Regions from separate parts of the Mus musculus genome. Here region 2 is linked to region 1. A link is a contact called in public HiChIP or PLAC-seq data. All regions are on one chromosome and are shown on one strand. The core of a region is the stretch at or near the end of the contact, and the rest is flanking DNA. Distances in the headings are between cores, read along the strand shown.

The links. HiChIP or PLAC-seq counts read pairs in DNA pulled down with a chosen protein or histone mark.
Region 2: an H3K4me3 HiChIP or PLAC-seq map of bone marrow-derived macrophages shows a contact between it and region 1, with 8 times the contacts expected there. The contact joins two enhancer-like sites. A contact is called at or near these places in 1 of 115 datasets of contacts at active chromatin or transcription factors (bone marrow-derived macrophages) and 1 of 9 other capture datasets (pancreatic islet).

Annotation. Positions count from the first base shown.
Region 1 is chr17:26,636,170-26,640,309 of GRCm38.p6, forward strand. Ergic1 (endoplasmic reticulum-golgi intermediate compartment (ERGIC) 1) reads left to right here. Exons shown (of 10, transcript NM_026170.3): 8 at 2,574-2,674. Among named protein-coding and RNA genes, the nearest start is that of Gm41553, 3.5 kb to the right of the region's middle. Within about 2 kb of position 2,687, at least 44 of the 459 cell types and tissues checked have an H3K27ac peak or open chromatin away from gene starts, as enhancers often do. A contact at or near this core is called in bone marrow-derived macrophages, where this site is marked.
Region 2 is chr17:27,010,583-27,014,461 of GRCm38.p6, forward strand. No RefSeq gene overlaps it. Among named protein-coding and RNA genes, the nearest start is that of Bak1, 16 kb to the right of the region's middle. Within about 2 kb of position 1,534, at least 126 of the 459 cell types and tissues checked have an H3K27ac peak or open chromatin away from gene starts, as enhancers often do. A contact at or near this core is called in bone marrow-derived macrophages, where this site is marked.

The DNA.
Region 1 (4,140 bases), core at 1,437-3,936:
CACACCATTCCTTCCCCCACAGCTGCCCTGTATAGTACACAGACTCATTCCTGTCTTTTAGAAAGGGAAGAGGGTAGCCTGTCCCTAGGGAAGGTTGATTGTACCCCCGAGCTATTGCCAAGCTCCAACAGCATCTGCTGTCCCTGCTACTGACCACTGTTTTGCCGTTGTCCTGAGTGGAGGCAGTCACCTGGATCCCACAGAGCAGTTACAGAACCAGAACCCACTCTGTGAGAACCAGCTCTGTAGGTGGCCAGTGGGGGAAACCAGCTGGTCCCTCCCCTCCTGCCCAAACCCTTCCTATCAACCATTGGCTCCTTCCAAAGTCTTAGTGCCGAATCTCTACTTGCCAAAGACTGCACACACACACACCTCCATTCTTACACACACACACACACCTCCATTACACACACACACACACACACACACACACACCCCTCCATTCTTACACACACACACACACACACACACACCTCCATTATACACACACACACATACCTCCATTCTTACACACACACACACATACCTCCATTACACACACACACATACCTCCATTCTTACACACACACACATACCTCCATTACACACACACACACACACACACACACACACACACACACACACACACCTCCATTCTTACACATGCCCATATGTGCATGTTGTGCGTGCATGCACACAATATGCTAAGAAAAATAATGTCCACTGGGTCACTTTGAAGCATCATTTATTTGTGTCAGCCCTTGTGCGTGGTAGGGACCTGCATCTTGGAATGTGGGCAGCTGTTGGCCATGATGGCCTCAGGGCTGTTAGGCAGTCAGACACTGAATGCATATTGATCAGGCACAGTACCAAGTTCTAGAGACAGGAAGGTGAGTAAATGAAGCAAGCAGCCTCTGCAGGCCTCCATTCTGTGCTGTCAACTTGGAAGTGTTCATGATACCTGGGCCTGAGGCAGAACCCCTGTGACTCCTTAAGGACATCCGTCTGGCGTGTTCCTACTGGGGAGGAAATGTGAACTGATTCTCTGTGCACAGTAGACATAAGGGTGGCTCTTTTTTTTTCCTTTTGTGACTACCTAATGTTTTGTACAAATAGCAACAACAACAACAAAATAGTAGAGTTATGATTTTCACTAAGGCCTTCCTTTCTTCAGGTTTTATCCTTGGAGAGTGGGAATTTGAGACTTGTACTTCAAGGTGATCTTTGGCCTCCTGGTTTAGGTATAGATGTGAGCCCATCTCATGGGAGTTTCCAGGGATGAAGACTAGAATCGGCCTTTAACCCCATGTGACCCTAGTACTCTGGACCCTGAGAGCCATTGTGGGCATGAGCAAGAGGTGTTGGGTCCCCTGTGCTTAGCTTAAAGGCTCCAGGGCTTTCCCCAGTTTTCCTGAGGGTGTGTGTTGGGGGGGGGGGTCACCTCCATCCCAGGAGTGCTGCCCTTTTCTGAGGAGACAGCAGGGCCAGAACTAGTCAAGGCTGGAATGCTTGCTCCATGCTCACCACTCTTACAGATCTGAATCTGATCTGCAGAGACCAGGATTAGAACCCAGAAGACTAAACTCCCATGTTCTTTTAGCTCCATGGTTCCTAGCCCAAGGTTCTAGAAGGAATAAGAGGGATGGACATTGGGCCTCATTTTTTGCTCGGGAAGGCTGAGGCAGCTCTGGTTAGCTCATGTTTATCAGTAGCTGATTGATCCCTTCATCCTTTGTCCAGCCATCCTGTCCACTCCTTCATTCAGCAGGCCTTGCCACTGTCTGCCCTGTCCCAGGCTCCGTGCAGGGTTTAGGGGCAGGAATGTAAGACTTTGTCCTTGCACTCAGCAACTTTGCCATCCAGGCTGGGAGGAGACAGGGGCGCTGGGTGAAAAGGTCGTGTTAAACTATTACAGGGCTGAAGGGTCAGCAGTTTATTGAGAAAGAGGGAAGACAGTGACCAGATTCTGTTGTTTGTTTTGGCAGTGTTGGGATTGAGGCCAAGGGCAGGTTTATGCCAGGCAGGCGCTTGACCCCAGCCCTCTGGGTTTGATCAGTCTTACTTAGTTCTTTCTGGAGCCCAGAGCCCAGATTATTTTAAAACTTAAAAGCAGACAGACAATACCTACAATGAAATGGGGTCTTTCTTGAGTCCCACCTTTCTCCCTGGAAAATTTCTCTGTGTGTGAGGGATGGTGGGGAATGTAATTTTGCCAGTCTCTCTCTAGTCTAGTTAAGGATGAAACTGAAGCTGCTCTGTTTCCTGGGGCTTCTCTCTAGACAATTCTTGGTGACCACGCATTAAAGAGGATGTGTTCCCTGGCCCCTACTTCACAGGAGCGTGCTGCTCCTGGGCCTGAATCTCAGAGAAAATGCCCCCTCAGCACCCCTCGTTAATGGCTATCCCATTTGTAAGTGTGTGGCTCAGAGTATTATATATTATGTAGTGCAGATCTAACAATCCCAGCAAGCCACATTCTGAAGAGAAAGGGGAGAGGACCCTACAGTACCAGGAGGACTTGAACTTGGGGTTACAGGCAGAGCCACCTGCCAGGCAGTGCCCACCCCATCTCATCTTATGCTGTATTCCTGCAGCCCTGGCCTCCCATGACTACATCTTGAAGATTGTACCCACAGTGTATGAGGACAAGAGCGGCAAGCAGCGCTACTCCTACCAGTACACAGTGGCCAACAAGGTGAGTGGGCCGTGAACGGGCTGAGCATTGCAATTGCTCCCTCTGCTGGCCAAGGGCATAGGCGATGCCCCGCACATTCTGCTGAAGGGAATTTCAGTGGGGTGGACAGGGAGTGTCCAGGCTCATTCTCTAGTCTGAGTAAAGATGAAATACCAGTTCTTGCCGTGGTAGTGGCCTCAAGGTCCAGGTGAGACACTCTTAACAAGGAGATAAGATGTATTCTGTTTGAAGTAGGCAGAAGACCATCCCAGCTCTGACATTGTCTGGTCCTGGTTTCTTCAGGCTCCTGTTGATCAGCACATGGCCGATGCTTTGCATTAGGCAGGGAATCCTATCAAGGTGGCTGTGGACGTCTCAGGACCCCAACAGTCCAAGAGACACACAGGTCTTCTGGGAAGCCAAGGGACATCCAAGCCAAAGAAATGAGATGGCACAGCGGTTAGTGGCTTGAGCCTCTCCAGAAAGCATGGCTTGTGCCAATGGAACATAGGCACTTGGAGTAGGTTCCCCTGTTTACCACGAGGCTCCTGTTTCTGCTGTTGCAGGGCCACCCAGACCCTTAGTATAAATGATGGAGTGTTCAGCTCAATTAACTATCATTATGGTTGAGGAACTCGCCAAGCTGTGTAGTTACAGTGTAGGAATTAGACCCAGGTTCCTCTTGGGCTCCAGAGCCCCCTGGTTGCTCACCCACTCAGTCCAAATAGGGATCGTCCAGGCTTGCCCACTTGGACAGCCTCTTGGTCATGGGTCCCTATGCTCTGATTCCCTTTGATCCATAACTCTCTCCGAGAGACTTATTGCTTACATTCACTATTTCAGGCCGTGTCTGTCCTACTCTCTGGTGGCATAACAAAATTCTAAGAGCCTAAGTAGTAAGTAAAGAATAGAAGTCAGCCAGGCAGTGGTGGCGCACGCCTTTAATCCTAGCACTTGGGAGGCAGAGGCAGGTGGATTTCTGAATTCAAGGCCAGCCTGGTCTACAGAGTGAGTTCCAGGCCAGCCAGGGCTACACAGAGAAACCCTGTCTTGAACCTTCCCCCTACCCCCCCCCCAAAAAGAAAAAAGAAAAAAAAAGAAAGAAAATAGAAGTTAATTTATCTCATGGATTGGGAAAGAGGAAGTCAAAGAGATCAACCCCAGCCTGTGGTGAGCCTTCTTGCTGTGTTGTCCAGTGGAGGGCAGGGCATGGAGAGACACAAGCATACAAGCTTAGAAGTGCTTTCCTCTTCTTATAGGAGAGCTAATGCTACCATTGACACTTACCTCGTGGCCTCATCTAACCTAATCACCTCCCAGATTACCACCTCCAGCCACCACCAATGTAGGCTTACTTCCGGGTTCAGCCCCTTGATGTACACAAAGGACCTGTAACTTTAGATGGCGAATAGCCGTGGTCCCCCTGCCCCACATGCACAGGGCTCTGGGCTCAGCCCAGCACTGCAGCATGCGTATGACTTCTGGGG
Region 2 (3,879 bases), core at 284-2,783, 370 kb after region 1:
TTGGAGGCAAATATCTTTCCCCACGAATCACCCCATGCTCTTCCTTGTTTTTTACATGTTTAGGCGGGCATGGCTTTGGCTGTCCTGGAATTCTCTGTGTAGACCAGGCTGGCCTTAAACTCACAGAGAGCCCCCTGCCTCAGTTATCTGGATGCTGGGATCACAGGAGTGTGTGACTTTGTGGCACAGCACACCAGCATCAGTTCTGATGGTGCAGGTGAGGGCTGGAGCAGGGAGCAGGAGGGGGTCCTTGCATTATAGAATCGTAGGCTACTGGGAGCCATGACGGGACTGTAGCTCTGTTGGTGGAGCAGCTACTTGTAGTGCACAAAGCCTGGATCTGGTTTTCAGGATTCGGTAAGACTCAGCAAGATGGCACCCAAAGAGGGCGCTGACAGTGTTCCACCTCAGCAACTGGGCTTGGTGCCGCATGCCTTTAATCCCGGCACTCGGGAGGCAGTGGCAAGCAGATTTCTGAGTTTCACAGGGTTTCTCTGTGTAGCCCTGGCTGTCCTGGAACTCACTCTGTAGACCAGGCTGGCCTCGAACTCAGAAATCTGCCTGCCTCTGCCTCCCAAGTGCTGGGATTAAAGGTGTGCGCCCCCACGCCTGGCTGGGGGTTTTTTGTTTGTTTGTTTGTTTTTGTTTTTGTTTTTTCGGCCCAGCACACTTACAGACAGTCCCTCAGATGCTGACGTCTGGCCTTAGGACCAATCAGGAACGTCTGAGTTCTCCAGTCCAGCGTGCTTCCTCGTGGGGGAACAATGTGAGACAACTTGCAGGATGATTTTACTTACTTGCCAGATAGACTTCCCATAAATTGGCATGCTGGTTAATTTTAACAGCTTGGAAGTTACATAAACGGCCAACAATAGAGAATCGGTTAAGAATAAAATTCATTATAGTTCCTAAGTATAATGTAAAACTACGTAAAGAACACTAAAAAAAAAAAAGTGTTCTTGTTGGGTGTGGTGCCTATGATCTAGGTGCTCAGGTAAGAGGTAGATAGGATGGAAGAGTTCAAGGCTAGCCTGAGCTACATAATGTGACCAGGACAAGCTGGCCTATAGAGTGAGACCTTGGAGAGAGAGAGAGAGAGGGAGAGAGAGAGAGAGCACCAGGCATGGTAGTGCACACCTTTAATCCCAACGCTTGTGATGCAGAGGCAGGTGAATCTCTGAGAATTTGAGGCCAGCCTTGGCTACAGGGCAAGTTTCAGGAGAGCCAGGGCCACAGAGAAAGAGCTTGTATCTAAAAGCCAAAATAACAAGATAAAAGTGAAAGGGTAGATATTGCCAAAAGAGAAGGTCCCAAAAGGAAGATGGTTTCCCTTTGGAGACATCACAGTGCCTTAGTATAGACTCGGAACTGTCACCAAACACCCAAAAGAAGCAAACTGGGAAAGCTAAATTCTGGATCGGGGTTCGAGAGATGCAGCCCACCCTGGCAGTGGGATGGCCTCACCACCACAGCAGGTGCCACGTGAAGCAGCAGGTCATATCAGGAAGTAGGGATCTAGGGCAGGAAGTAGAGCCTGCCTGCCCATCACCCTGAAGCCCCACCCACACCCAGGGTGGCCAGCTAGACCTCTCTTTCCTCCACAGTTTGAAACAGCGCCACCTGACAGAAATAGGGACTTCTGGTGGAGACTTTAAGAACATGCAGGCACAATAAGTGGTGGTTGTAGTGGGGGTGGGGGGTGGGAGATTTACAGCTCAAGACATAAGGACGGGGCAGCAAAACAGGAAGGAAGGAGCCGTGCTTCTCATCCACGTGCGGATGTGTGTGTGTGTTTGTGTGTGTGTGTGTGTGTGTGTGTGTGTGTGTGTGTGTGTGTGTTTCTGATGGGGTCTCCTGTCACCAGGGTGCCTCCAACTCATGCGTAGCTAAGGATAGCCTTGAATTACTGATCCTTTGATGAGTTGGTTGCTGTGGCTTACCACAGAAACCCTGGTTACAGTAGAGAGGAGCTGATGTGAGCAGTGAGCATTATTAGGAAAGACCCCACGACCTTGGGCAGCTCTGACTGGTGTTAGAGTTGGGGCGCTGCGTTATCAACAGCGCGCTATTGTATTTTTAAAGCTTATTTTGTTTTTAATTATGTGCGCATGTGGGCGCAGACACCCTCAGAGGTCAGAAGAGGGAGTCAGAGCCCCTGGAGCTGGGGGTACAAGGCAGCTGTGACCCCCCTAATGTGCATGCAGGGAACTGAAGTCAGGACCTTCACAATCGCTCTTAACTGCAGCCGATTCTCCACACTCACAATGGAGTCTTGAAGGGACAGAGAGCCTTTAATTCTGAAAGATGAAAGGGGTTTCCGACCCATAAGGTTCCGAGTAAGAGGAGGCGATCTCACATCACGTGATTTAGCCCAGCCTAGCCCACGGGCCAGGAGTCACAAGGCAAGAGAACAGTAGACAAAAGTCAAGTTATAATTCGAGGTTGTCCTCAGTGTAAGTGTCAGGGAGGCTGGGCTTGTTCACAGCTGCAAGTGGGAGGGAGATGACTGAGCTCCGGGAAAGCTGTGAGCCCATTTATCAACCCTGTCCCAGCAGAGGCTGCTGGAGGGGAGGGCCTGATTTCTGAGAGAGAGAAAGGCAGTGAGGAAATCTCTTATCCAACACAGAGACTACATGCAGGCACCACCTTCATGCTCAGAATGTTCTATTTTTGAGACAGCATTGAATGCTGTAGTCCAGGCTGGGCTGGGATTCACAATCCTGCCTCAGTCTCTCAAATAACAGGCTAGCATCCTTCCTTCCTTCCTTCCTTCCTTCCTTCCTTCCTTCCTTCCTTCCTTCCTTCCTCCCTCCCTCCCTCCCTCCCTCCCTTCTTCCCTTCCTTTCATCCTTTCTGTTTATGAGACAGGGTCTCACTATGTGGTGTTGGCTTGGCTGGCCTAGGGCTCACTATGTATATGTAGACCAGCCTGGCCTTGAACTCAGAGATTTGCCTGCATTTGGCTTCTGAGTGTTGGGATTAAAGTCATGCACCACCATGTCCAGCTTTCTTTCTTTTTAAAGATGTATTTATATCTGTGGGTATCTGCAGGTGTGTGACCATGCCTGAGCAGGCCAGAAGTGTGTTAGATCCCCTGGAGCTGTAGTTACAGGTAGTTGGGAACCCAACTTAGGTGCTCTGCAGGGTCAAGTGCTGTCAGCCATCTCTCCTGCTCCTGGTGGGCACCGGGAATGCACAGGCCTTTGCCCTCTTCCCGGGCCTTACTGTGTCACTGAGCATCCTCCTCTTTGTCCTCCTCCTCCTCCTCTTCCTTTTCTTTGGGATGTACTTTGTCACCAAGGCTGGCCTTGAGCTCCTGATCTTCCTGCCTCACTCTCCAAAGCTGAGATCACAAATGAGGATTTATAGATGTACCCTGGCCAGCTCTGTACTGAGAGTTCTGGGACTGAGGTGAGACCCTGGTGCGACCTGACCTGCCACTCATGTAAAGTGGGCTATACTATGCAGCTCTCTCATGGGAAGGATCCAGAGTAGCCAGAGGTGGATGGAGGGCTCTTGCCAGGGACTGATGAGGGGGAGGAGAGCTGTGGAGGCTTGAATGAAGATGTCCTGCCGCCCCCCCCCCCCCCGCCATGGGCTTGGCCCTTAGCTAGTGGAATTGTTGGGAAGGATTAGCAGGGTGGCCTCCTCACTGACCTGGGCTTTTGAACTTTCAAAGCCCACAGCATTCTCAGTTAGCCCCCTCTCAGCCTCCTGTTTATGGATAAGGTGTGAGCACTCAGCTGCTGCCGCAATCCCACACCTGCTGCCAGGTGTGCTGCCAGATGTACTGCCATGGCGTTCCCTCGCCATGACTCTAACACTCTGGAACCATGTGTGTTATGGCTCTCAGAGGAAATGCAGGGATAAAGGGACAGA